Linked DNA regions of Mus musculus: regions 1, 2, 3, 5 and 6 are each linked to region 4. The links are chromatin contacts, called in public Micro-C and promoter capture Hi-C maps. All regions are on one chromosome and are shown on one strand. Each heading gives the region's core, a stretch centred on a gene start, on an enhancer-like site or on the middle of the called end of the contact. The rest is flanking DNA. Distances are from core to core; before and after follow the strand shown.

Evidence for each region. Promoter capture Hi-C pulls out the DNA fragments that hold promoters and counts their contacts. A called contact is a pair of places that touch in the nucleus more often than the background predicts.
Region 1: a contact with region 4 is called in a promoter capture Hi-C map of cranial neural crest. The contact joins the promoter of H2ac8 here to the promoter of Carmil1 in region 4.
Region 2: a Micro-C map of embryonic stem cells shows a contact between it and region 4, with 8 times the contacts expected there. The contact joins the promoter of H1f2 here to the promoter of Carmil1 in region 4. A contact is called at or near these places in 9 of 39 promoter capture datasets (the 3T3-L1 cell line, 3T3-L1-derived adipocytes, the HPC-7 cell line and 6 more), 2 of 484 Hi-C or Micro-C datasets (embryonic stem cells and large pre-B cells), 4 of 115 datasets of contacts at active chromatin or transcription factors (embryonic stem cells and pro-B cells) and 1 of 9 other capture datasets (pancreatic islet).
Region 3: a contact with region 4 is called in a Micro-C map of embryonic stem cells, with 6 times the contacts expected there. The contact joins the promoter of Acot13 here to the promoter of Carmil1 in region 4. A contact is called at or near these places in 4 of 39 promoter capture datasets (3T3-L1-derived adipocytes, cranial neural crest, frontonasal cranial neural crest and 1 more), 1 of 484 Hi-C or Micro-C datasets (embryonic stem cells), 2 of 115 datasets of contacts at active chromatin or transcription factors (large pre-B cells and pro-B cells) and 1 of 9 other capture datasets (liver).
Region 5: a contact with region 4 is called in a promoter capture Hi-C map of pre-B cells, with 2.6 times the contacts expected there. The contact joins the promoter of 4932702P03Rik here to the promoter of Carmil1 in region 4. A contact is called at or near these places in 1 of 39 promoter capture datasets (pre-B cells), 2 of 15 datasets of contacts at CTCF or cohesin (the NIH/3T3 cell line and large pre-B cells) and 1 of 115 datasets of contacts at active chromatin or transcription factors (pancreatic cancer cells).
Region 6: a Micro-C map of embryonic stem cells shows a contact between it and region 4, with 3 times the contacts expected there. The contact joins the promoter of H4c3 here to the promoter of Carmil1 in region 4. A contact is called at or near these places in 5 of 39 promoter capture datasets (the C10 cell line, cranial neural crest, embryonic stem cells and 1 more), 1 of 15 datasets of contacts at CTCF or cohesin (embryonic stem cells), 9 of 484 Hi-C or Micro-C datasets (CD4 T cells, embryonic stem cells, palatal mesenchyme and 2 more), 2 of 115 datasets of contacts at active chromatin or transcription factors (embryonic stem cells and pancreatic cancer cells) and 1 of 9 other capture datasets (embryonic stem cells).

What each region holds. Positions count from the first base shown.
Region 1 is chr13:23,569,818-23,572,793 of GRCm38.p6, forward strand. It overlaps H2ac8 (H2A clustered histone 8), which reads right to left and starts at 1,403. Exons shown (of 1, transcript NM_178187.4): 1 at 846-1,403. The coding sequence starts at 1,291. The coding sequence ends at 899. It overlaps H2bc8 (H2B clustered histone 8), which reads left to right and starts at 1,583. Exons shown (of 1, transcript NM_178196.4): 1 at 1,583-2,046. The coding sequence starts at 1,616. The coding sequence ends at 1,996.
Region 2 is chr13:23,737,208-23,740,368 of GRCm38.p6, forward strand. It overlaps H1f2 (H1.2 linker histone, cluster member), which reads left to right and starts at 1,600. Exons shown (of 1, transcript NM_015786.3): 1 at 1,600-2,324. The coding sequence starts at 1,642. The coding sequence ends at 2,280.
Region 3 is chr13:24,829,854-24,832,972 of GRCm38.p6, forward strand. Acot13 (acyl-CoA thioesterase 13) reads right to left here and starts at 1,636. Exons shown (of 3, transcript NM_025790.2): 1 at 1,373-1,636. The coding sequence starts at 1,453. Tdp2 (tyrosyl-DNA phosphodiesterase 2) reads left to right here and starts at 1,806. Exons shown (of 7, transcript NM_019551.2): 1 at 1,806-2,076; 2 at 2,157-2,242. The coding sequence starts at 1,879.
Region 4 is chr13:24,279,171-24,282,532 of GRCm38.p6, forward strand. It overlaps Carmil1 (capping protein regulator and myosin 1 linker 1), which reads right to left and starts at 1,620. Exons shown (of 38, transcript NM_026825.3): 1 at 1,391-1,620. The coding sequence starts at 1,430.
Region 5 is chr13:24,904,270-24,907,245 of GRCm38.p6, forward strand. 4932702P03Rik (RIKEN cDNA 4932702P03 gene) reads left to right here and starts at 1,331. Exons shown (of 3, transcript NR_045182.1): 1 at 1,331-1,439.
Region 6 is chr13:23,697,059-23,700,363 of GRCm38.p6, forward strand. H4c3 (H4 clustered histone 3) reads right to left here and starts at 1,400. Exons shown (of 1, transcript NM_178208.2): 1 at 1,026-1,400. The coding sequence starts at 1,391. The coding sequence ends at 1,080.

The DNA of each region.
Region 1 (2,976 bases), core at 153-2,652, 710 kb before region 4:
GAGATGTGAGACTTTTCAAGTCTGTGAGAACACCAACTGCATGTGGCAAAATACACCCTTTAACATAAGTTAAAAAAAAATAACTTGAAATATGCACATTAATGCAAGCAATGAGTATTAAGTAGTAGTTGAACAGTACTTTGCCATCTCAGACTTCATTTTTTAGTACTTCTACTTTTTAAGTTCCAGTCTTTGAACTGCTCAACTTTCACAAATAATGAAATAGAATTAATCAAGATTGAATAATTAAAACAAATCAAGTTCACTTTAGTTTTAATGAATACTGGCTTTGAGTCTTTTTTTTTTTTTTTTCTGAAGCCAAAAGCCCTTTAGCCTGCATTGGCTGGGCATAGTGGTCAAGCCTTTAATCCTACCAAAAGGAAGGTAGAGGCAGGATCTCTGTGAGATTGAAGCCAGTTTGAACAACTTAATGAGTTCCAAGACAGCCGGAGCTACTAGTTAAGACGCTGCCTAGAAAATAAAACCCAAAATCAAAAGCAACCCTCCATGTCATTAGCAGGGCTTTACCTACCCTATTGTGTCAGAACGTTATGTGCACAGTAACATGTGCAGAACATTTTAACCATGTTGCCAAATAATTACAATTCTGTTGTTTCATGGAAATTGATACTCTTGGCATAAAAGTAACTTCACGGTCATTTTGCTCATATGCACACATGTCCTAGTGGGCAATCTTATGAATCTGAAAAAAATTGACCCATTTATTGGAGAAGCTGGGGGACAATTGACAGGTTGAATTTTCTTATGCCATTGAATACAAATCGGAAATTTTAGTCCTAAATCCACTTAAGGCTTATAGTATTTCAGCACTTTACTGAATTAAGTGAATGGCTCTGAAAAGAGCCTTTGTTTTTTTTACGAGATTAGAAGAAAGATCTTATTTCCCCTTGGCCTTGTGGTGGCTCTCGGTCTTCTTGGGCAGCAGCACGGCCTGGATGTTGGGCAGGACGCCGCCCTGCGCGATGGTCACGCGGCCCAGCAGCTTGTTGAGCTCCTCGTCGTTGCGGATGGCCAGCTGCAGGTGGCGCGGGATGATGCGCGTCTTCTTGTTGTCGCGGGCCGCGTTGCCCGCCAGCTCCAGGATCTCGGCCGTCAGGTACTCCAGCACGGCCGCCAGGTACACCGGGGCGCCGGCGCCCACGCGCTCCGAGTAGTTGCCTTTGCGGAGCAGCCGGTGCACGCGGCCCACGGGAAACTGCAGGCCGGCCCGGGAGGAGCGGGTCTTGGCCTTGGCGCGAGCCTTGCCACCCTGTTTGCCACGTCCAGACATTGACGCAAGAAGGTAGGAAATTATAATTGCAAAGAATTACAACGAAGCGGTACTAAAAGGCCAGACGAGAAGCTACTTATACTCGTACATGGAAGTGGAAAAGCTGATGTGTGATTGGTTAAAACTATCTTTCCTCTGCAGCCAATAAGGAAAGAGGTACAATACAATCTAATTTGGGTAATGGTGTCACTAACTGGCCTTCAAATCAGAGTTGACTACTTTTGAGTCCCTTATTTGCATAGAACCTCTATAAAATGGCAAGAACGAAGCTTCTCCCACATCTCATTTCCTGTTTTATCTTTCTCTTTGTTGCTTGTTTCTACCATGCCCGAGCCTGCGAAGTCCGCTCCTGCCCCGAAGAAGGGCTCCAAGAAGGCCGTGACCAAGGCCCAGAAGAAGGACGGCAAGAAGCGCAAGCGCAGCCGCAAGGAGAGCTACTCGGTGTACGTGTACAAGGTGCTGAAGCAAGTGCACCCCGACACCGGCATCTCCTCCAAGGCCATGGGCATCATGAACTCGTTCGTGAACGACATCTTCGAGCGCATCGCGGGCGAGGCGTCCCGCCTGGCGCATTACAACAAGCGCTCGACCATCACGTCCCGGGAGATCCAGACGGCCGTGCGCCTGCTGCTGCCCGGGGAGCTGGCCAAGCACGCCGTGTCGGAGGGCACCAAGGCTGTCACTAAGTACACCAGCTCCAAGTGAGTTCATTTAACTCACACTCCTAACCCAAAGGCTCTTTTCAGAGCCACCCATACTGTCACTTTAAGTGCTTTGTAATGCTTGGCTTTTGTATTATAACGCTGGGAAATGACACAATATTAGCTAAGTGTATGTTAGTGTGAAGAATATGTTTGCCTCAGTGTAACCAACGCGCTGCCAGATACACTATCAATTTGTAAACTACACAGTAACTACCTTTTGAGAGCTGATTGATGGCTTCAGTCCTTAGATTTTCTTCTCCAGAGTGCATAAGAAGTGGAATGAAATTTTCAAGTTTTCTCTTCATTATTTCAACTATTCCCTTTCAGATGTGATTACATTGTACGAAGGGAGTGCTAGGATAGGTTTTTATGGCATTGTTTTTTTATGACCAATGAGGTAACCAACAGAGGCTAACATTGATGCCAGTGTAATTCTAAACTGCCAGCATCACTCTCCCATTAAAACACTAAAGAAAAGTGTAATTCTAGTATTAACATCAGTAAATTTTGAACCTGTGAGAATACATTATAAAACTGCATTTTAAATTTTAATAAGTCTCAATGAAGGTTATGCTTTGATCTAAGCCAAGTGAGGATCCAAAGTTGCTTTCAGATGTTCTAAGCTGCTCTCTCCTTGATGCTTCCTTTAGTTTCAAGGCAATTGATTGCAGTTATATCTTTTGCTTAGTCACTACCCTGTGTTCCAGTTTCCTCTTCTACTGTTAAATGTTCAAGCAATTGCATATTAGATGAGATCTGTGACAATATCCTAAAGTCTGGAATAAGTTGTATTGCTTAAATTTCTCATAGTAGATGAAAACATGCTCTTTTGTTTGGACAGTCTACCAGTTCATCCAGGTATGGCAATTCCTATCCAGCATCATGAATCACAATGTAGATTCCGACAGCTAACTTCTCAAAGAGAAAGCAAATAGGAACACGTTTCTTGATAAGTTTCAGAAACTTCTACTTCTATAAAGC
Region 2 (3,161 bases), core at 350-2,849, 540 kb before region 4:
TCTTAAAGTGGTTCTATTGCTAGCAATTAGTCCATCCCTAATCCCATTAGGCTGTTAATTCCCAGAGGACACAAGCCTAGGAGATGCTGCTTGCAAGTGCTAAACTAAGGTTATTACGTGAAACCACGCGGCCATTCTCAGTCTTATAAAATATGCTTTGTTTCACAAACATCCCTGAACTCAATTTGTATAACCTTGGGACTTTACCACGCTTTAGTGCTGACAAACTCATCACATGTTTTTATGTAGACATATACTTAAACAGAGATTTCTGATAAAATTAGGGGAACTTCCTTTGCCCCATGTATTAATTATACTAGCAGAGAGTTTATCTTGTATTTTCTCTAACAACAAAACCATGTTGTAGTTATTGAAATATGAAGCTGAAAACCTTAAGCTAACAAAGCAAAGTTGACTAGAATGCAGATTGCCATATTCCGAGGAACTGAGAAGAGATGACATACAGCTGTCCACTATAGATGACATGATAATTTGTACTTATCTTGTCTCTTATCTTATTGGTAAAATTGGTTACATTTTCTATTTCAAATATTTAGCTTGTTCAAATCTATGCCAAAGGTAACCTTTGGAAAGCCAGTAAGTTTACTGACATCTGCATCTCATAGTCTCCAAGTCTAGAAGGTCCTCCTGTACTAAGACAAACTATTTTCTAGATTAGAATTCCCGTGCACTGAAACTTATATCTGTATTGCTGCCAAATAAGCAACTAAATCCTCATCACTTTAAAAACAGATCTTTCAAAGACTCTAATTTGGCATTTGGGGGAGAGGAGGGCTCATATAGACTTTTAGGGTTCCTTTCCCTTCTTATTATCTTTATTCTTCAGAGCTAGACCCCTACCTTGCAAAACTCAGAGGGGAACCAGGAGCTTTAAAAATATAGCCCAAGGTCTCCCTTTATAGAAGTCAATGGGGTGCCCCGCCCCCACCAATGTAAAGCATTTTAAAGTCAGTGTCTTTAAATCAGATATTTAAGTCCTAACCCCCCCCACCACATTATACACCCCCAAGGCCTATGAACCCCCTCTCAATTTACCCCAAGTGTTTTATACTGGAAATCCCAGTCCTAGTCCATAGTTGTGGTGGGTCTGTAATCAGAAGTCACTAAGGACTTGTGTTACTTCCCTTGCGAAGAAACAGAATAATTGTGAAAATTTAGGCGGAAATCGTTTCATTTTTGTCCCTAAATTAAGGGAAGGATGTGCTCTATAATCCCTGAGAAAAAGAACTTTCAAGGGCAAAGGAGCGACCAGGTAATTTAGAAGAAAAACAGAAAGTGGTCTCTATCTACCCCGGACTTCCTTTGGAGTTGGGGGAATTAGGGACTCCTAGGCGCGTTGTCTTTAGGGATGAGGAAAAAATAAACATATATCCTGAAGCCTGAGACTTCTCGGATCCTTTACCGACCAAACTCGAGAGATTTGGTGCAAGATATTTTAATATTTTCTCCTTTTTGTGAAGTGTAACAAACACAAGTTGGGCGCAGCGCGGCTGCTCAGAGCTTGCCAGGCAGGCCGCTGGAGCACCAATCAGCGCGCGCCTGCGCTCTATATATACAGCGCCGGGCCCGCGCTACTCTATCGGCGTACTGCCACTAGTTCCTGACTTCCAGAGACTCATCATGTCTGAGGCTGCTCCTGCTGCCCCCGCTGCCGCGCCCCCTGCGGAGAAGGCGCCTGCCAAAAAGAAGGCCGCCAAGAAGCCCGCCGGGGTGCGCCGTAAGGCGTCCGGACCCCCGGTGTCCGAGCTCATCACCAAGGCTGTGGCCGCCTCCAAGGAGCGCAGCGGCGTGTCCCTGGCTGCGCTCAAGAAGGCGCTGGCGGCCGCGGGGTACGATGTGGAGAAGAACAACAGCCGCATCAAGCTCGGCCTGAAGAGCCTGGTGAGCAAGGGCATCCTGGTGCAAACCAAGGGCACCGGTGCCTCCGGCTCCTTCAAACTCAACAAGAAGGCGGCTTCTGGCGAGGCCAAACCCCAGGCTAAGAAGGCAGGCGCGGCCAAGGCGAAGAAGCCCGCGGGAGCAGCCAAGAAGCCTAAGAAGGCGACTGGTGCTGCCACACCCAAAAAGGCGGCCAAGAAGACCCCGAAGAAGGCGAAGAAGCCCGCGGCGGCGGCTGTGACCAAGAAAGTGGCCAAGAGCCCAAAGAAGGCGAAGGTCACCAAGCCCAAGAAGGTCAAGAGCGCGTCTAAAGCCGTAAAGCCAAAGGCTGCCAAGCCCAAGGTTGCCAAGGCCAAGAAGGTTGCAGCCAAGAAAAAGTAGGCTGCCTCCCCTAACAATCCAAAAGGCTCTTTTCAGAGCCACCACTCCCACTTAAGAGCTGTGACATTTGTGTGATTAATGAAGCAAGGTTGCAAGGGACTCGATCCCGGCAGCACTCGCTCCCCCGGTGGGATGGGTGGGGTTGCGTGTCCCACCTAGACTTGTTTGTGCTGGGCTGCTCAGGAAGTGCTATGGGCTGGAACACCCTCCCACGGCTGTCAGCAGCAGAAAGCAACCCTCGGCGCTAGTTCGTATTGGACTGCAAGGTGATTTGAAAGTTCCGCCCTGCTTGTGGGTTGGCTCACTCCGGCCCAGGACTCTAGTTCTTCGTTTGATTGGGCGCCATCCCGAAGTTTGAGCTTCCTGCCTGGAGAAACGCATCCGGGGCTTGTAGGTGGCTTCTATGCTCAGCCTCTTGTGGGGGTTAGCCTGGAAGTTTGGGAGAAGGTGGGGTGCTGGCGCCAACGAACTGCCTTCCTTAATATTAAAGACATGGGGTAGCTGCCGGAACGACTAGCCTGCACAGTTAAGTTGGACTCGGGACTGAGACGATTGCTTCTCGTACTTTCGGTTTGTTTGCCACAGCGATGGAGTTGTGGGTTGAACTGCGTCACAACCTTTTGTCAGCCATTTTTTTTTCAAGTTTTTTACCATTACCAATTACACTTGCTTTGCCTTATTTTGATCAGCATAGTTGTAGATTAACTTTGTTTTGCCTCAGCTTCCCGAAGCGCTTGCTTTATACGTGTGTGTCGTCACTGAAGATTGACCTTGTATGAATACTGAGGTTTCTTGGTAATGCTTTGTACAATCCAAAATGTTAAATTGGCTATCTGTTGAAAGTGTATGCTTCTAATAAAAAGCGTTTAGTTTTCATTCAC
Region 3 (3,119 bases), core at 386-2,885, 550 kb after region 4:
GCCTGCATCAGCCTCCCTTAGCCTGGAATTACAGGCAGGTACCAAGCTGAACGTAGGTATGAGAATTTTAATTAGTTACTCAAAGGCAATCAAACCAATGTCAAAATTACCTCACAAAAAAACAGTCAGATGCTGTGGCACATACTATTCATCCCAATACTCAAGTAGCAGAGGCTGATCAATCTCTGTGAGATCCAGGATGACCTGGTCTACATGTCAAGTTCTGGATAGAACTTAAATAAATAATAGAAAATAAATAAATAAATAAAACCAAATAAATACGTTACAAAATATTCTAATACCCAGGAGGGTGAGGAAAGCTTACGGAGAAGTGGCTATGGAACCCTGTCAACGACAGGTGCCCACCTGCAACCCTGTCAATGACGGGCTCCCACCTGCAAGCTTGGATTAACTACATCCCAGTCCTCATAAAGTTGTTTTTGGTTGTTTTTAAAGAATTAAAATTTCCTCTTAAATCATTAAAATTCTTTTTAGGTAATATTATCTTTCTAAAAGTCACTGTCAAATGCTGTCCTTAGTTTTGAAATATTTCCTATTGGAAAACATTAAATATATTTACCTAAGGGTTATTTCCTATTTTTTTGACACTTTATGAACATAGTTAAAAAATTCTAAGAGGGGGCGTGTTCAGGAAAAAGATTTCAAATGCCTGTTGTTGACCAAAATTTATATTTCATGCCCAAATTCTTTTTAAATTTCCAAGTATTTTTTCTTAATCAGAAAAATAGACATGCGTGCATTAAAACATTTATTAAAAAGTCTGCAGCAAGTTCTAAGGTTAAGTGTCTTTCTACTCTGACAATACCACGCACTGGACTTCTGCTACGGATATTTATTAAGGATTGCTTCCTATAGAACACAATGTCTATAAAGTCTGGAAAACAGTAGTCTACGTTAGTTCATGTGGAATGGCAGGGTGCAGGCACTGGTCCTGGTTAACTCTGTAGACTCCCAGGCCAGCCTGGACTACAAGGGTTCTCAGCCAACAAACGTTACATAGTTACATAGACCTAGTTACAAAGACCTAGTCTCAAAAGCAAGAAATACAACACACGTACAGGTGGTTCTCGCATTCACTTCCGTACCTCAAACCTCCTTGACTCTTAAGAAACAATTCCTATATACTAGCCCTGCAGGCTCCAGCGTCCCTTAAATGGTACGCTGACATTTTTTCTCCACACACTCCAACAGTTTGCTGGTTAAAAAAAAAACAAAAAACAAAAAACCAAACATGCTTATTTACGTTTCGATGAGAATCCACGCCACGCACTTCCCCTGCGTTTGCGAGGCCACTAAGGTGTTTTACTAGGTTCGTCCCCTTCACCAGATACTTCGCCTACAATAAATATACCTTTTCCAAAACTCTATCAAAACCGGGAACTTTGAACATAACCTTCATTACTTCTCGTAGGTTCTGGGTCATGCTGCTCATCGTGGACGCAAAGCAAGAGTCTGGGCTCTGCGAGAATGAACTCTGGAAGAGACGTTTGTGAGAGGACAAGGGTGTGGAAGGTCAAGTCTGCAAGCCCGGCCGCTGTCGCGTCGTGCTCGGGAGAAAGGATCGCGCGCCCCGGTCGCCCTGGTCCTAGATGATCACGGGTTACCTTCACTCTTTAGCGCCCCAGCGCGCACGCGCAACCTTCAGGCCTCCTCGGCCCCTCCTTCCCCTCCCCTCCCCCTCCCCCTCCCCATCTGCGCCTCGCTGGCCGCGGACGGGGACCAGAGAGGGCGGTCTTCTTGCCGGAAGGTTGACGCGGACGCGCTTGCACGCTGCGCGCCTGCGCAGGTTCCGGCGTTCGCGATCAGTCGCGCGGGAAGCAGCGTGAAGAGCGGGTGTTTTGAGGGGACCCTGCGGCGATGGCGTCTGGCAGCAGTTCCGATGCGGCGGAGCCCGCAGGGCCGGCAGGGCGGGCGGCGTCGGCGCCCGAAGCAGCACAGGCGGAGGAGGACCGGGTGAAGAGGCGGCGGCTTCAGTGCCTGGGCTTTGCGTTGGTGGGGGGATGCGACCCCACGATGGTCCCCAGCGTCCTGCGGGAGAACGACTGGCAGACGCAGGTCAGTTCGCGTCTCTCGCTTCCGCCGCTCTCCCCCGGGAGGCGGGGCGCGCCCTGCAGCCTTGTGCCTTTGCTTTTCAGAAAGCCCTGAGCGCCTACTTCGAGCTGCCAGAGAACGACCAAGGGTGGCCGCGCCAGCCTCCCACGTCCTTCAAGTCCGAGGCCTAGTAAGCGACGGGGGTCGCGGGCTGCTCGCCGAGGGCGGGGAGGGACCGCCTGCTGGGCTTGGGCGTCCGAGGACCGGGACCTGGAAAAGGGCGGCCGGCGCCCCAGAGCTGGAAATCTCAGGGAATGCTTCCGAGGATGCAGGGTCACTTCCCAGCGGGACTTGTCTTTGTTGTTTTGGGACGAGTCTCACTGTGTAGCGCTTGGCTGGCCTGGAACTCGTCGTTATTTGAACCAAGCTGGCCTCGAACTCAGATCAGCTTGCTTCTGCCCTCTCAGTGCTGGCACGTTGAAGGCACATACTAGAACTGGCTTCCAACGTGATTTATTTTATTTTATTTTATCTTATTTCTTAAACCTGAAGATTATTTTATGTATTTTGAGGCAGAACCTCACCCTTTATCCCTGGCTGGCCTGAGCTTGGTGTGTAGACTAGGTTGGCCTCAAACACAGATCTACCTGCCTCAGAATCGAATGGGCTGGATTTAGAGTGCCCACCACCACACTGGGATGGAATTTTTGTTTAATGTTACCGTTATTTGTTCTTTTTCGAGACAGAGGCTTGCAATAATCCTGACCTCCAGCTCTCTTCCAGCCTCCCTTTTGCTAGCATTGCATCTGATTCCAGCACTCCCTACCCGAACTTTTTATTTGAGCCATATATGTCCAGGCTGACTTGGAACTCCTTTGTGGTCAAGGCTTGCCTTCCATTGGCCCAGTACTGGGATTAAAGGTTTGTGAAACCCTGGCTACTGAAATACACTTACTGACCTGAAATATTGGTGATATGTAAACTGAAGATTAGAAAAAAAACAGAGGTAGAGATTTTCTCCTGAAGAATGGTAACCTGTAAGTCTCCTTGTTTCTGCATAGTTTATC
Region 4 (3,362 bases), core at 370-2,869:
TAAACTTCAGGTCCCAGGACAATGCTACATGATTTTCTAGAAATCTGCCACCCTTGGAGGCATCTTTGGAGCCTCCAGCGTTAGTTTCGTGTTCAGGCAGGGTGTTGGAAACACCCAGAACCGGATGGGCCACTCGATAATGTCTCAGAAAGAGTCTCGAAATTGAGGAGACAAAGTAGGGGGTGTGCACAAATACCTTACTTCGTGTGTGTGTGTGTGTGTGTGTGTGTGTGTGTTGGCATGTTTTCAGTTCAACAAAGGCAGAGTTCCATACAAAACGGGCAACAGCTTCTTCCCGCCAAGTTTTACCTGCAGAGTGAGCAGCTTTGCGGGGGCACACCATGCCCTCTCAAGTATCAATGCTGGGTGGACAGCAGAGGGGCAAATTCCAGACTATGGTGAATCGGTGAGAACGTTCCCTCCTTGTCAGCGCCCAGGGAATCCAGGGAACATCAAGTGTGTGCCCAGTATTCCTCAGGGAATACCAGTCACTGGAGCTCAAAGTACGTCCATAAAGTCATATTCACCTTAGTGCAAGTCAACGCACTCCACACGAGCATAAGCGCTGGTTTCCAGCGCTCCTAGCCCATTTGTCTTCTGCCATTTAACCTTTCCAGATAAAGCTAAGCTCCAGGACTTAAATTCCAAGCAATGCTCTCTCTGCCCTCTGCTCCAAAAGAAGACACCCCCTCCCCCAATAAGGGCCTCAAGCAAACCAGTCACCTGGCACAGGGTAACACACGTGTTCCCAAAGAGACTGAAGGTGGTCGGCAGGTTAATCATTATTAAAATGAGGCGTTTATCATTAACCCTCCATTTCCTGGACTGAGAAGGCATCGGCCGGGTAACCCTCTAGCTTCCAACTCAATCCTCAAAGCCACGCCTTGTCAGGCTGGGTCCTGACGCTGGACGGGCGCCTCCATCCCTGAGGCCGTCAGTAAGAGGGGCAGCCCCAAACGGGAATTTCCTGGAGGGTGCCTGACATGAGCCCGAGGGAACCTACAGTCGCCAGGCATCCTCCTTGCTAGGCTTTACCAGACTTTCCAGAGTTTGGGACCAGGGAGTTGGCCACTGGAAGGGACGCCCCTCCAGCTCCATCTTCCGCCAACCTGACTCACCTGGTGGGGCTGAGCAGGGAGATCTGCGTGGAGTCCCCCAGGGCTCCAGATTCCTCTCCACTCCTTCTTCTCTCTCTGCACCCAGTTCCTGCGGCCATCGGGCCAGCAAACTTCTAGCCTCTCCCCCCACCCCGCCCCCTCCCCCGGCGACCCTGCCCCACGCCACTTGCGCAGGAGAGCGCGGAGACTGCGAGAGGACGGAGATGGGAAGGGAGGCGGAAAGGAGGTGTGCGCAGAGAAAGATGGCCAGTCGGCCCCCGCGCCAAGCTTACCCATTAACTCCCGGGGGACATCGGAGCTCTCGTCGGTCATGGTTGCCCCACTGGGCGCGGGGAGATCCCGGGTCCCACTCTCTGACTCTCGGCCCCGCGCCCTTCTTCAGACCCTTTAATGTTTCCGCGAGGAAGCCGCAGCTTGCAAGGAAAGAGTGGGCCGGCCGGAGCAGCGGGGCGTTGATCCAAGGTTGCCGCGCGCCCGCAGTACCAAAAAAAAAAAAAAAAAAAAAAAAAAAAAATCCTAAGAGTTGAAAATCCGAGCTGGCTCTGCGGCCGTCGCTACATGCCTCCCTCTCGGCTCGCTGCTTCAGGGGCCGAACGCAAGGCGGCTGCAACACCGGCTTCTTCCCGGGCGGGCGCCGCGCAGCCCGGCCTCTGCGCCGCACCTTGGGCGTAGGTGAAGCGGAAGGCGAGGGTTGGGCCGCCTGGCTGGTCTCGGCCTCCTGCGGGCTGGGCTGGGCAGGGGCGGGCCGGCTCTGCTCTCCTCCTTCCCCTTCTCCCGCTCCTCCTCCTCTCCTTCACCCTCTCCTGCTCCTCCTCCTGGTCCCCCTGCGTCTCCTCCCCGCCTCGCGAGAGCGGCCTCCGCACGGGTCCCCGGCCGGCCTCCGGGCCTGGGCGCACGGTGCCCGGCGCGGGGCACAGCCCGGGGACCGACGCGGTGCTTGGCTGCGGTGGCTGCTGCCTTGACTGCTGCGGCGGCGCCGGGCTCGGCGCCCCTCCTCGCAGCCTCGCTTCGGTGCAGCAGACGCTTGCGTCTGGAGAGGGATAGACCGTGCAGTTGAGAGAGCCCGAGAGCCATCTGCTGGCTGCCAGCGTGGAGGGCCCGGGCTGCGCGAGGGTTTATCCCCCAAATCCAGGCAGGCCAATGGACCCTGAGGCTCAGAGCTGCAGAGCCCCCAGCGCGGAAGCTAGTGCTTTCTGAGATCCTTTCGTGCACTTCTGGATCTCGGGCCCCGCTGAGCCTTGTGTCTTCGCACCCTCATTGTTAATTCCCCATCTATGTTGATTAAGAGCTACATGCAATCAATAGACAACCGTAAGATGGCAAGACAGGGGCCCCTTTGGAAAATGCCTTTTAATGGCGACCCAGTCTCCTTAAGCTTGGGGCAAATCGGAGGACCAGACATGGTTGCCAAAAGCTGGAATATTCCTGCTGCTAAATCTGATTCAATTTTACCCAACCCATCCAACCTTCCCAGAGGAAAGATCTCAGGTTCTGGAGTACTTATGTGCACTTCCATCACCCAAAGAGAATGTCCCTGACTGACCAATCAGGTTCCTGCTTTAAAGGGTTGAAAAGAGGGAGAGGGGAAAAGAGGGGGAAACACTGGCCTCTGGCAGCTTAGGTTCTGTTATTGTAGTTGTATTGGTTGGTGGATGGGTGGGTGGGTTAGTTTTTGAGACAGGGTCTCAATATGTAACCCAGGTTGGCCTGGAACTTGCTAACTAGACCAAGCTTGTCATGTCTACAAAGCAAAGATCTGTCTCCCTCTGCCTTTCAGAGTGCCGGTGTCACAGGGAAACATCTGACTGTTAAGTCTACTATTGGTGGTTTGATTTTTTTTTTCCTTTTTTTTTTTTTTTTTTTTTTAAGTGTCTCACTGGTAGGCTAGGCCACAGTTCTCCTGCCTCGGCCTCCAGGTGCCAGGATCCTGGCATGTGCTATTAGGCTGAGTTGGTAGTCTGGTTTTGAAGACTGCTATGGACCTTGCTTTTCTAAGAACAATGTTTAGTTTCCTCTAGAGTACTGCTGGTTGAGCTCTTTCCTTGGGAAGACTGTAAACAGACACCCTCCTTGCAGGGCTCCAACCACAGAGTTCCGTTTCATCAAAGTCCATCTTGGAGAACCAATGTGGTTACTGGACTTACACAGAACACGGGTGAGGGGTTACTTACTGGAGTGTGGGTGACCCTAAAGCAGTCATGTACCCTTACATGGATGAAGATTTCCTCACAGCTCTACAAATGG
Region 5 (2,976 bases), core at 81-2,580, 620 kb after region 4:
GGACTGTAATAGGGGTTGTCTGCAAAGACTAAAACACTTAGCCAGGTATAATGGCATACTCCTTTGATCCCAGCATTGAGCAGACAGAGGCAGGCAGATTTCTGTGAGTTCAAGGCCAACCTGGTCTACATAGTAAGTTCTAGAACAGTCAGGCTCCGTAGAAAGAGCCTGTCTCAAATCAAAACAAAACCACACACACACACACACACACACACACACACACACACACCACACACACCCCAAATGAACAAAGACTAAAACTATTATTTGCTGTATCTATATTGGGAAAACAAATACAATTTCTGAAACTCACGGGTCCTTCTTGAGGACAGTCAGCTTGAATTGACCAGTCTCAGCTCAGTGGCTTTCTATCAATATTAAAGGACATTCTGTCCCTGCTGCAAACTAACTTTCTCTCTCTCTTTCTTTCTTTCTTTCTTTCTTTCTTTCTTTCTTTCTTTCTTTCTTTCTTTCTTTCTTTCTTTCTTTCTTTCTTCCTTCCTTCCTTCCTTCCTTCCTTCCTTCCTTCCTTCCTTCCCTTCCTTTCTCTCTCTCTCTCTCTCTCTCTCTCTCTCTCTCTCTCTCTCTCTCTCCCCACTGTATTTTGAGACACTGTAGCACAGCCCTGACAGTATTTATAAAACAAACAAACAAACAAAAACCAATTTACAACTAGGAATTTACCTACGTGTGTGAGAACCTAAATTCAGTTCATAGCACTGCAGGAAAAGTAATTTTTTAAAAAGTATATTGGGGTATAATTCACTTAGAATAAACTACACATACTAAGTATAATGTGATGAATATGTCCATGCCCTGGAGCCGCCGCTCTAACTGAGCTAATGAATACGTCACCCTAAACGATTCTGTGCGACCCTTCATAGACACACCTTCCCTTAAACCACATTACCAGACGTCCTTGAAGTTTCTAGTTTTGTAGAATTGATGCTGGATGTATTCATTCTTGGATCTCTTCCACCACGAAGTTGTCTCCATCAGTCTATTAGCAATTTTGTTGGGGTAAATTGTGGAGGTCCCGTTCTGAGACCCAGAGTGCTACTCCTCAGGTCTGTGAATTAAAAGTCTCCTTGATCATTACGGTCTTGCAAGAGTTCTTTATTTTACTGAGTTTTTGAAAGGGAGATGAGCCAAATACACACCAGCCCAATGACAATGACTTTCGGCCACTGTTTGGATCTAAAATGTCCCAGAAAGACCAATGTGTGGGAAGACTTGATCCCCAAACCCCGCCACTGCTGGAACACACTGGAAGCTTTAAGAAGTGGGGTCCGGTGGAAGGAAGTGACCTCACTGGGTGCGTGCCTTCCTCGCTCTGCTTCTCCACCCGCCGTGGGAGCCGTTTTCCTCAGCCCAGCTCTGTTGATGCTCATTCTGGGCCCGGTCCCAAAGTAAGCTGCTCACAACGGTGGACTAGACCGGTGAGTCAAAATAGACCCTTCCTTCTTGTAAATTCATCAAATCTCAGGTATTGTGACCGGTGATAGATAGCTGATAGATAGTGATGATAGCATGACAAAAAAAAAACACATTTTTTTTTTGTCATGAAAACAAAAACTTTAAAAAATGTTCTCAAAGGTCTAACTATGTATGCCCCCCCCCCCCCCGCCCTTTCCTTTTCTAGGTCAGCTTTCTCCCTTGCCCCAGAACACACTTCGTTTTTTCTTAGAGGAAGAGGCTTCTAGCGCTCCCGCGTTCTGCTTTCCCATTGCTGAAGTGACTCCCCGGAGAGCAGAGGTCTGTGGACCGCCCAACATGTAAAGGAAAGTGCCCCTGGTATGGACATGCCAGAGTCTGGCTGTGCTTCCGGTTCCTCGGGATTGGGCTTGGCCTCTGTCCTCGGGACTATTGTAACCCTCATCAACTGAATCTTTCTGAACTCATCAGCAAGCCAGGGGTTGGAGGAGGCCCTCTGAGCAGCGCTGGGGGAATCACCCAGGGTCCTCTTTTTTTGTGGCGCTCTGGGAAGAAAGCCCCACTAGGAGCTTAGTAGCCACAGAGCAGAGTAAAGGTGGGGCTGTCTGCGCCTCTGTCAGTTGCCACTCAGAGGCGGTTCCCTGTGCATTCTGCAGGGGCGAAACCATCAGGTCTGGGAGCGAAGGCTGCAGGCTCCATATTGAGGTAGTACTTGAAGCCCACAGCCAACCCTTTCTGTCTTGATTTGTGAAGCAGTATCACCCTCCTGCCTTCATCATGTCCAGCTGGGACCTGCGAGGAACTCTGAGCCTTGAGGCCTGGGAGCTTGCCCTCTCGTCCTGGTCTCTGCTCAACCCTGGTCAAGGCTCTGCCTGGAGTTCCCACTGCTGTTGCTCCTTAAATGAACTCTCTGGGAGTTGGGGATGGGGAGGGAAAGCTCGTGTCAACATTCCAAGTCTAAATTTGAAGACAGCCGGTTTCCCCCGGGCACAGGGGACCCTGGGGGCAAAATCTGTACGTTGATCTCCTAACCCCCAAATTCTAGAATGTAGGAAGAGATGAGCCCTTTAGGAGTGGTTCAAAATGAAGCCGTCAGGCTGGGTCCTAATCCAATTTTACTGGTGTCATAAGGTGACTAAGCCCCTCAGAGGGTTGGGGGGGGGGCACCTAGTGGGGGAACTCCCACGAGGAACGGGCCACCTGTAGGCCCAGGAGGCGGGGTCATACAGGACCTTTTCATAGCTGACTAAGGCTTTGCCTTCACCATGCAACCACTTAGGAATTCAATGGAGCTTTAGGAGTGACTCTATTGTAAAGGCCAGTTTGCTTAGGTCTTTTGCATATTATGCTCTATACCGCCTAGGGATTCTGCTAGCAAGGCCATTGCCTTGACCTTGTATCAGAGCCATGAGCTAAAACAATACAACTTACCCAAGCTGTGGTATTGTGTTATTAGCAACCGAAAATGCACTCAGACAAGTGTTCACATTCGTATTCCAGGATCGTATCTGGATACCAGGGGCTCAGAAAATGCCTTTCTCA
Region 6 (3,305 bases), core at 150-2,649, 580 kb before region 4:
AAAGTTTTTGCAGTTGTGCGATGTGTCAACAAAGATCTAATTTTGTTCTACTTTTAGAAAATAGTTCAATACTATTGATCTAACAGTTATTTTTGAAATGTTTTATGTATTTTATGAGAATAGCATGTAGGCTTCAGGAGAATGACAAAAACCATATTAAAAATTAAGGACTTCTTTATGAAAATGTTAGGGTTTGAGTTCAATGCCCCAACATAACAAAAAAAAGCACTGGGGAAGTCTGGGCTGAAGAACATAAACAAAACAAACAAAAAACAAAAATAACTCATCTTTTAAAGTGATCAAGTTTTATGGAGTGCCACAAATATTAAATTCACATTAAACTATTTTAGGCATTGGTATGAGGAATGACAAAAGATCATAGTAAGGTGGCTTGAGAGATTGTTCAGTCAAGAACACTTAATGCTTTAAAAGAAGTTTGTATATCAGAATACACAACAGCTGGCTCACAACAGCTTCTGACTCCAACTTCCTGGAAATAACGCCGCCCTCTTGTGGCAGATGGCAAACATGGCACACCCACAAGAATTTAAATTATCAAGCCACTGCACAACTAAACTGTATATAAACATACCATTAGGTGGTCCCTAATATAGATTATGTGTACTTAGGCCTTATTAATGGTATACAATTAATAACAGCTAAGCGTCTTCAGTTTCTGTAGTAATCAGCCTTTGCCTTGCTTAGATACAATGGTTCCTGCTCTCTCCTGAGCTTCTAGATGGCTCCAGAAGGGAATAAGCTCTTAAATGACCGGTATCAAAAGTGGATTGAGAAGTGACACGATCAGTGGAAAACCTTCAAATAATTCTAAAACAGTTCGTTCAGTATTAACTTCTGACAGTTCAAAATTATGGGCTTGTTATATTACCCAGTTAAACCTACAGGGTATATTCGGCTGCATGGCATAATTACTACCCACCACATAAGTATAGGACAGAATAACACTTAAACTACCTAGCAGGCTCGATTAAAGCTTCGGTAAGTGAACAACTCCTAGGAATTTGTGGGTGGCCCTGAAAAGGGCCTTTTGTTGACAGTGGAAATCGTTTGTTAGTCGATTAACCGCCGAATCCGTAGAGAGTGCGGCCCTGGCGCTTGAGCGCGTAGACCACGTCCATGGCGGTGACGGTCTTGCGCTTGGCGTGCTCCGTGTAGGTGACGGCGTCGCGGATCACGTTCTCCAGGAACACCTTCAGCACACCGCGGGTCTCCTCGTAGATGAGGCCGGAGATGCGCTTCACTCCCCCGCGCCGGGCCAGGCGGCGGATGGCGGGCTTGGTAATGCCCTGGATGTTATCACGGAGAACCTTACGGTGGCGCTTAGCGCCGCCTTTCCCAAGGCCTTTACCACCCTTACCACGTCCAGACATGGTTATGACAGCAGGGAGACAGCAATCGTCCCTTTAAATAGGCCTTCTGCGGACCTGGTTGAAAACTAGAGCGTTAGGCGGGGTTTCCGAATCCGGGTCTTGGAAGGGGGTGGAGAAAAAAGGATGCGTCATTGGAATCTGAATGTTTTCATTGGCTAGCAAGCCCCAGCTATTCTTTGCATGCGGTGTCTCTTAAAGACCACATTTAAATCCTGCAGAAAAACTTCATTCCCTCCTCCCCACCCCGACCCCATTCTTTCTCATGAAAGAAAGGCTTATTGGGGCCATTCCACAAAGCAGACATCCCCATTTCTCGTTTGCTTTTATTTCTGTCTTGTATTAAATTAGTTGATGGTTTCTTTGTGAGGACTCAGGTTAGATGTCCAAAACAGAGGTAAAATATGCCAAGACTGTCCCATGTCAGTAAAGTTTAATCTATTCCCGGCAGTTTTGTTTGGGTAGACATAAACATTGAAAAGGCATCTCAAATTGAGCACCCTAACTGCAAACTTCATATTCCCTATCTCGAGTCAGAGACCTAATGATTCCGTCTATCCTCTTTTTTAATAAAAACTGAGAAAGTCTACAAAAGAATAGTTAGGTTATCGGTTATCCTCTACCTGCTGTGATTCCAAGTTTGTTTCCCTTCCAGCCCTTATTAATCACAGCATGGCTTGCTCACCTTAAGAGAAGAAGTGTTTTGTAGAGCTGGTAATTACAGTACAGGGCTAATACTTGATTAAGGTCATTACAAAGTCTACAAGGTCCTGGTGAAGCTTGTGATATGATTAGTGATGTCAAAACAAGGCTAATCCGACCCCCGCCCCCCTTTTTAAAAAAAGGCAGAAGAGTAAGTAGCAGTAAGTCTCGATGCGGGTTTAATGTTGATTTTGGCATTCCAAATTTTAATTTAACAATGATGTAGAGGAGATGGCTCAGAAGTTAAGAGCATTTGATACTCCCCCAGAAGGCAAGATTTGGTTCCCAGAGCCTAAATGGTAGCTCACAAACATGCATAACTCTAGTTTCAGGAGACTGATGCTCTTTTCTGATCTCAATGGCACCCATGAATGCAGGCAAACTACTCACACAGACAAAGTAAAATATAGAATTAATATTATGGCTAGTAACAATTTTTAAAATAAAGCCTGCTGACCAAAATGAAGACCTTTAATTCCTGTCTTTTGTTACATATGTTCACCACAAAAACTTTATACCAGGGGCCCCAGAAAACTATGAATTACAAAGACCACATCCAGAAAAAAATAGTTTCAAAATATTCCTGATAAACTTCTAAGTCTATGGTTAATTTTGAAAAAATTAAATTAATTAAATTAACCATATTTACTTCTTACTGCAGAAGACAACAGAGGTCTGCTACCAGGTAGCTGTGGTAATTCCTTTTGAGGTTTGCCAAGAAATAGCAAGTGTTCTAAAATTGGCTTTCTTGGGGTGGAGATAAGTATTCTAGGGTTCATCAGCTGAATTAAAATCCCAGCATAGGAGCTGGTGATATGGGGCTCACAGCCATCCGTAATGAGCTCTGACGCCCTCTTCTGGTGTGTCTGAAGACAGCAACAGTGTACTTATTTATAACGATAAATAAATCTTTAAATAAAATAAAATAAATAAATCTTTAAAATCCAGCATAGCCATTTTCTAACTACTAACTAGCAATTTCAAACAACCAGTTGAATAATCTCTGTGACTTTCATAACTGAAGTAAAAGCTAACAATGATAAAATGTGTTCCTCATAGAACTCTTTGGAGGAATTAACATTGAGAACAGCCTTGCATCAATTAAATATTTAAATAAAACTACCTAAAATGTTATTTTTACAAAGAGATGGAGGGGTGGTAACATGCTTACTTGGCATGTGTTAATCGTTGGGTATGATTCTCAATATAGAAAAC